Regions from separate parts of the Mus musculus genome. Here region 1 is linked to region 2. A link is a contact called in public HiChIP or PLAC-seq data. All regions are on one chromosome and are shown on one strand. The core of a region is the stretch at or near the end of the contact, and the rest is flanking DNA. Distances in the headings are between cores, read along the strand shown. Region 1 has its middle 14 kb from the start of Gm51461. Region 2 overlaps Axl (AXL receptor tyrosine kinase).

Region 1 (3,114 bases), core at 48-2,547, 97 kb before region 2:
ATCTGGAGGATATCATCCTTAGTGAGGTAACCCAATCACAAAAGAAGTCATTAGATATGCACTCACTAATAAGTCAATATTAGCCCAGAAACTTAGAATACCCAAGATACAATTTGCAAAACACAAGAAAATCAAGAAGAGGGAAGACCAACATGTGGTTACTTTATTCCTCCTTAGAATAGGGAACAAAATACCCATGAAAGGTGTTACAGAGACAAAGTTTGGAGCTAAGACGAAAGGATGGACTATCCAGAGACTACCCCACCCAGGGATCCATCCCATAACCAGCCACCAAACCCAGACATTATTGCATATGCATATTGCATATTGAATTGCAAGATTTTGCTGAAGGGAACCTGATATAGCTGTCTCGTATGAGGCTATGCCAGTGCCTGGCAAATACAGAAGTGGATGTTCACAGTCATTTATTGGATGGAACAAAGGGCCCCCAATGAAGGAGCTACAGAAAGTACCCAAGGAGCTGAAGGAGTCTGTAACTCTATAGGTGTAACAACGATATGAACTAACCAGTACCCCAAAACCTCATATCTCTAGCTGCATATGTAGCAGAAGATAGCCTAGTCGGCCGTCATTGGAAAGAGAGGCCCCTTGGTCTTGCAAACTTTATATGCCCCAGAACAGGGGAATGCCAGGACCAAGAAGTGGGAGTGGGTGGGTAGGGGAGCAGGGCGCGGGGAGGGTATACGGAACTTTCGGGATAGCATTTGAAATGTAAATAAAGAAAATATCTAATAAAGAGGAAATAAATAAAGTTTACAACTAAAAAAAACAAAATCACAATACATTGAATAAATAAATCATTTATTTTTTCTAAAATCTGAAGGGAACCTGATATAGCTGTCTCGTATGAGGCTATGCCAGTGCCTGGCAAATACAGAAGTGGATGCTCACAGTCATTTATTGGATGGAACAAAGGGCCCCCAATGAAGGAGCCCTTTTTTCTAAAATCAAAAAGAAAGAAAGAAAGAAAGAAAGAAAGAAAGAAAGAAAGAAAGAAAGAAAGAAAGAAAGAAAGGAAGGAAGGAAGGAAGGAAGGAAGGAAGGAAGGAAGGAAGGATGGGCTGACATGTTCCAGCCCCAGCAGGGTTCAAAACCCTAAGGAGGATGTGGAGAATCAGTGAAATAAGACTAGATATATTTGCTGTAAGTTCACCCAACAAAGGCAAGAGAGGCGAATGAAAAGTGTAGGTGTGGGGCGGGGCTCTCTGTTGACATTCCTACTAGCAGGCCTCACTGGAACACTCCTTGAAGAGTAAATAAAAACCCCAGACAATAAGCCTTTAATCTCCAAGGGAATTTCTTGGAGCGGAGCCTTGAGATCAGAATATGTACTGTAGGCTCTTCAGCACGACCGACCGAAGGCCAGCTGGTCTCCTCCTCAGTGCTAGGTTGCCAGAGTCTCTCCCCATAGCTGTCTCTAGAGTTCTAAATGGCCACAACTCAGCAAAGCAAGACTTGGCACAGAGTTGTTGTAAGGACATTGCAAATTCTGGCATCACCTTCCTTACCTGTAAAATGGAGCTATGTATGAGTCCTTATTTCTTAAAAGATATGGAAGGGGGGGTATGGTTGCTTGCTGCCAATTCTTATGACCTGAGTTCTATCCCTCAGACACACATGGTAAAAGGAGAGAATCTAATCCCACAGTTTGTTCTCTGACCTTTACCCACACACCTCAGGACACAAAAAAATAATTGGAATATAAAATTTAAAAAATATGAAAAGATAATATGATTAGATGTCCAGAAAATGGTTTCAGCATTACCCGAACAGTTAATAAAGGCATTTCTTTAGAGTGAATAGAAGAGGCCATTTCTCTATGTCTTTGAAGAGTCCATGCTCCTAAGATGAGACCTGTTTGTGCTTTAAATTCTTTGAAACTCAGCTCCCACGTGGTGATTCACAGCTTCAGTTTCAGGGGATCCAATACCTTCTTCTGACTTCCTAGAATACTAGGCATGCACACAGTGTGCATACATACACACAGAAAAACACTCACACGCATAAAATAAATGAATCTAATAAAATATAAATAAATTAATCATAAAGGAGAAGACAGGTAGAGGGAGAGAGTCCCTGAATTATCAGTGGAGTAGAGTGTCAATGGGCTTCAGTGCTGGAGAAGTTGTAGCTATGGTTGGTTCCCTTGACATTATGTTGGCACAGACCCTGTGTGTGTGTGTGTGTGTGTGTGTGTGTGTGTGTGTGTGCGCGCGCGCGAGAGAGAGAGAGAGAGAGAGAGAGAGAGAGAGAGAGAGAGTGAGTGTGTGTGAGTGGGTGAGTGCAAATGCCCTCAGAAGCCAGAATAAGGTGCCATATTTCCCAGAATTGGTGCTACAGGAGGTAGTGAGCCACTCATGTGGGAACCTGCTCTTAACCAATTAGTCCAGCACATTCCCATAATCTGACTGTGTTCTACTTTGGCTTCAGGTACAATATATGAGCTAATTCCTTTTCTGTTGAGTGTGAAGCTTTTCTTAAAACTTCTGCTATAAACTGAAATACTAAGCTGAAACCTCAGTTTCAAAGAAAGAGACTATAAATGAGAACGAATTAGGCCGTGGTGGCTTCCACTTCAAGAACAGATTAATAACGGCACACACCTGTAGTTCCAGTGCTCAGGAGGCTGCAGCAGGAGAATTGGCTTCAGTTAAAAGCCAGCCTAAACTACATAGTGAGTCCAAAGCCAACACAGACTACAGTATAAGACCTTGTATCAAAAGACAAAAGAGGCTGAAGAAATGGCTCAGTGGTTACGAGTGTGCAATTGCCTTCCAGAAGGCCTGAGCTGCGATCCTAGCACCCATGTCAGGCAGCTCACAACTACCTGTACAACCCCAGCTCCAGGGGGTCTGATCCCCTCTTCTGGCCTCCATCGGAGGCACCTGCGCAGATTTGCATACACCCACACACAGACACATTAATAAAAAATAAGCATTTTCAACAGACAACATGAAGAGGGTGAAAAGAAAGAGGAGAAAGAGGAAGAGATTAATGGAAGTTGTTGTTTTTCTCAAAAGACTAAATTGGGTCTCTCAGGGATAGATTAGTTGTCACAGAAACAGGTTACTGCAGTGTAAGGTTACCCTAGGT
Region 2 (3,040 bases), core at 496-2,995:
AGTGTGCTGTATGCCTTTAATCCCAGCACTTACTCAGAAGGCAGAGGCAGGCAAAGCTCTGTTAGTTCAAGGCCAGCCTCATCTACAGAGTGAGTTCCAGGATAGCCAGGGCTATTGCATAGAAAAGCCCTGTCTCAATCCTCCTCCCCCAAAAAAGGAAAGAAAAGTATGATCGTCACCATGAAGTTCTGTGTCTTATCATGTACCAAAGAGATTCGCAGCAGAATATTAGTACACACCTGCTCTCTCTGGGTCTGTTACTGACTCCTCTGATTCTTGGTGACTGAACCCTAAGCGCTCACCTGTTAGCCATGAATCTGTGCCAACCCATGCATATGTGGCATATGTGGCAGTGTCCCCATCTTGTGGTCTCTGCAGAGGGCCTTTGTGGCTGCGCAATAACTGTTTTCCCCATCCGCCTGTTTTCCCATCCGTCTGTGTTTCTGTTTTGGCACAGATAAAGCTAGCATTCTCTCTCTCTCTCTCTCTCTCTCTCTCTCTCTCTCTCCCTCTCTCTCTCTCTCTCTCTCTCTCTCTCTCTCCCTCTCTCTTTCTCTCTCTGCGTGTGTTTGTGTGGTGTGGGGGGGGAGTCAACATTAACTTTTATTGCTTCCTAGTTTGTATCCATTTTGTCTGTCCCTTTCAACATGTGTTGTCTGGAGACAGAAGTACGCTGTTCTGTACGAAGTTCTGTAGTTTCTCAGTATTTATACTATGTATACTATTTGGCCAGGTGTTTGCAGTGCATGTGTGAGGGTTAGACTGTGTGTTTATATGTTCCTTCCCACACTGACTCGTGTGTGTGTGTGTGTGTGTGTGTGTGTGCGCGTGAGTGCGTGTGTCTGTCTGTCTGTCTGTCTGTCTGTCTGTTTATGGGGCTATGCCTCATTGTTAGTCTCCATGTGTTTACCAGTAAGTCCCAGTGCATTTATGTCACTGTGTTTGGTACAGCATCCGCCCTGTGAATAGTGTATAGCTTAGCCAGTGCTGCATTTCTGTGTGTTTACATTTGTGCTAATAACGGTCCCTGTGTATTTAAGAGTGATTCACTGTCGGGGGAGGGGAGGGTGCTTTGTAAAAGAATTTTGTCAGTTTGTGCGTGTGAGTGCCTCTCTGTCCCTCTCTATCTGAGTCAGGGCGTGTCCTCTTCTCCCTCCATCTCTCTCTTTCCCTCAGAAAAGCCATGGGTGGGAGTGAGCGGATGGGGTGGGGGCGGGGCAGTACATCTGGAAAACACATCTGGAGTCCACAGGCTTTCCTGTAGGGTGAGTGCAGGAGGAGAGAGGGGTCCTAGACCCCTCAGCTCATCCCAGTGTCCTCATTTGAGATGCAGCCCCTGGGGCATGAGAATGGGAAATCCCAGACTATGCCCACCAGGACAGGCCGGAAGTGGAGGGTGGGGGGCGCCCCGGTGACTCAGGCGGGGGCAGGAATGCTGCGGTCGGAACAGAACCGAGCTCCAGAACCAACCCCCCTCCTTGCCCCGGGGCTGCTACGGCTGGCCCTTGGCGCCAGCTCCCCGCGTGGTGGCCCCCACGTGCCAGGTGGCTGGACGTGATCCAGCGCTTGCCCCCCTCAGGGTGCCCTCCCAGGGCTGCGCATCCCTTCCTGGGCCGAGGGGGCTGCGCCGCGGGCACCTGACCTTGGCTGGGAACCGCAGCCAGCCGGGGCAGCCAAGGCTAGGGCGCTTCCCTACCCACCCCCTTCCGGCCTTCAAGACGGATTTTCCCCTGTTCCACTCCCTTTGCTGACTGAGAAAAGGAAACTTTGTGTCTGCCGAGAGAGAGGCTGCCCTCCAACATACCAGGTGGAGGGAACGCCGCGCTCGCACAAACGCAGATGCCACAGTGACACAAGTACATGCTGTTCTCAGACTTACACAAGCCATGAAACACAGATGGGAGAACGCAAGCACATCCACATCCACCAGGCTCAGAATTGCAGCCCCGGTACTAGAGGACTCTGCACACATGGGTATTGCATATCTGTGTGTTTGCCGGCCTGTGTCTTGAGTATTTGTATTTGTACACACTTGTGTGTGTGTCTGTGTGCACAGTGATGACACAGTTGCACACACAAACAAGACAAAACAAGAGACTCAAGACAAACACCTTGGCCCACGAACCTTTCCCAGACACACAAAGACATTTATTCAAAAACACATTAACTGGCTTGTTTGGCCTGTTACATAATCAGGCTCCCTTTTCTTCCTTACACACCCAAACACAGATGCACACACGTGTTCATTGGCTTGTAAGGCTTGGTTTTGTCGGCCTGCCATTCCAGCTACTCCAGAGGCTGAGACAAGAGGATTACATGTTCAAAACTCTTCTGAGCTACAGGGTCTGTTTAAGGCCGGTCTGGGCAACCTAGTGAGATCCTATCTCCAAGGAAAAGTTAAAAAGAAGGCTAGGAATGCAGCTTAGCAATGAGACATCTGCCTAGAATCCACCAGGGAGGAGCTGGGGGTGTGGTTCATCTGTAGAGCATCGGACTGGCATGTGTGCAGCCCTGGGCTTGATCAGAAATTTTCACTGGGGAAGGAGAGAGTGTTTAGCAGATAAGAACACTTGCTCCACTTACAGAGGACCTGAGTTCAATTCCCAGAACCTCCATGGGCCAACTCACATCCTCCTGTATGTGTCTAGCTCCTGGGAACCCCATGCCCTCTTCTGGCCTCTGAGGGCACCTGAATAAATGTGGCACACACACACACAATCTTTTTAAAAATTCACTCACAGCCAGATGGTGGTGGCACATACCTTTGATCCCAGCACTCAGGAGGCAGAGGCGGGCAGAGTTCTGAATTTGAGGCCAGCCTGGTCTACAGAATGAGTTCCAGGACAGCCAGAGCTACACGGAGAAACCCTGTCTTGGGAAAAAAAAAAATTCTCCCACTCATTCAACAGACATTTGTAGAGTACCTACTGTGTGCCCGGCCATGCTGCCACCTCAGGGTTACAAAAACAGACATTTCCTGCGCTCCTAAAATGGAGATTCTGAGAGAGAGCCCTAAGAAACATGATTCTTGGGCAACGTG

The links. HiChIP or PLAC-seq counts read pairs in DNA pulled down with a chosen protein or histone mark.
Region 1: an H3K27ac HiChIP or PLAC-seq map of extraembryonic endoderm stem cells shows a contact between it and region 2. The contact joins two enhancer-like sites. A contact is called at or near these places in 2 of 115 datasets of contacts at active chromatin or transcription factors (extraembryonic endoderm stem cells and pancreatic cancer cells) and 1 of 9 other capture datasets (liver).

The regions. Positions count from the first base shown.
Region 1 is chr7:25,877,119-25,880,232 of GRCm38.p6, reverse strand. No RefSeq gene overlaps it. Among named protein-coding and RNA genes, the nearest start is that of Gm51461, 14 kb to the left of the region's middle. Within about 2 kb of position 1,297, at least 31 of the 459 cell types and tissues checked have an H3K27ac peak or open chromatin away from gene starts, as enhancers often do. A contact at or near this core is called in extraembryonic endoderm stem cells and pancreatic cancer cells, where this site is marked.
Region 2 is chr7:25,780,261-25,783,300 of GRCm38.p6, reverse strand. All of the region lies in intron 4 of Axl (AXL receptor tyrosine kinase), which reads left to right. Among named protein-coding and RNA genes, the nearest start is that of Axl, 7.0 kb to the left of the region's middle. Within about 2 kb of position 1,745, at least 202 of the 459 cell types and tissues checked have an H3K27ac peak or open chromatin away from gene starts, as enhancers often do. A contact at or near this core is called in extraembryonic endoderm stem cells and pancreatic cancer cells, where this site is marked.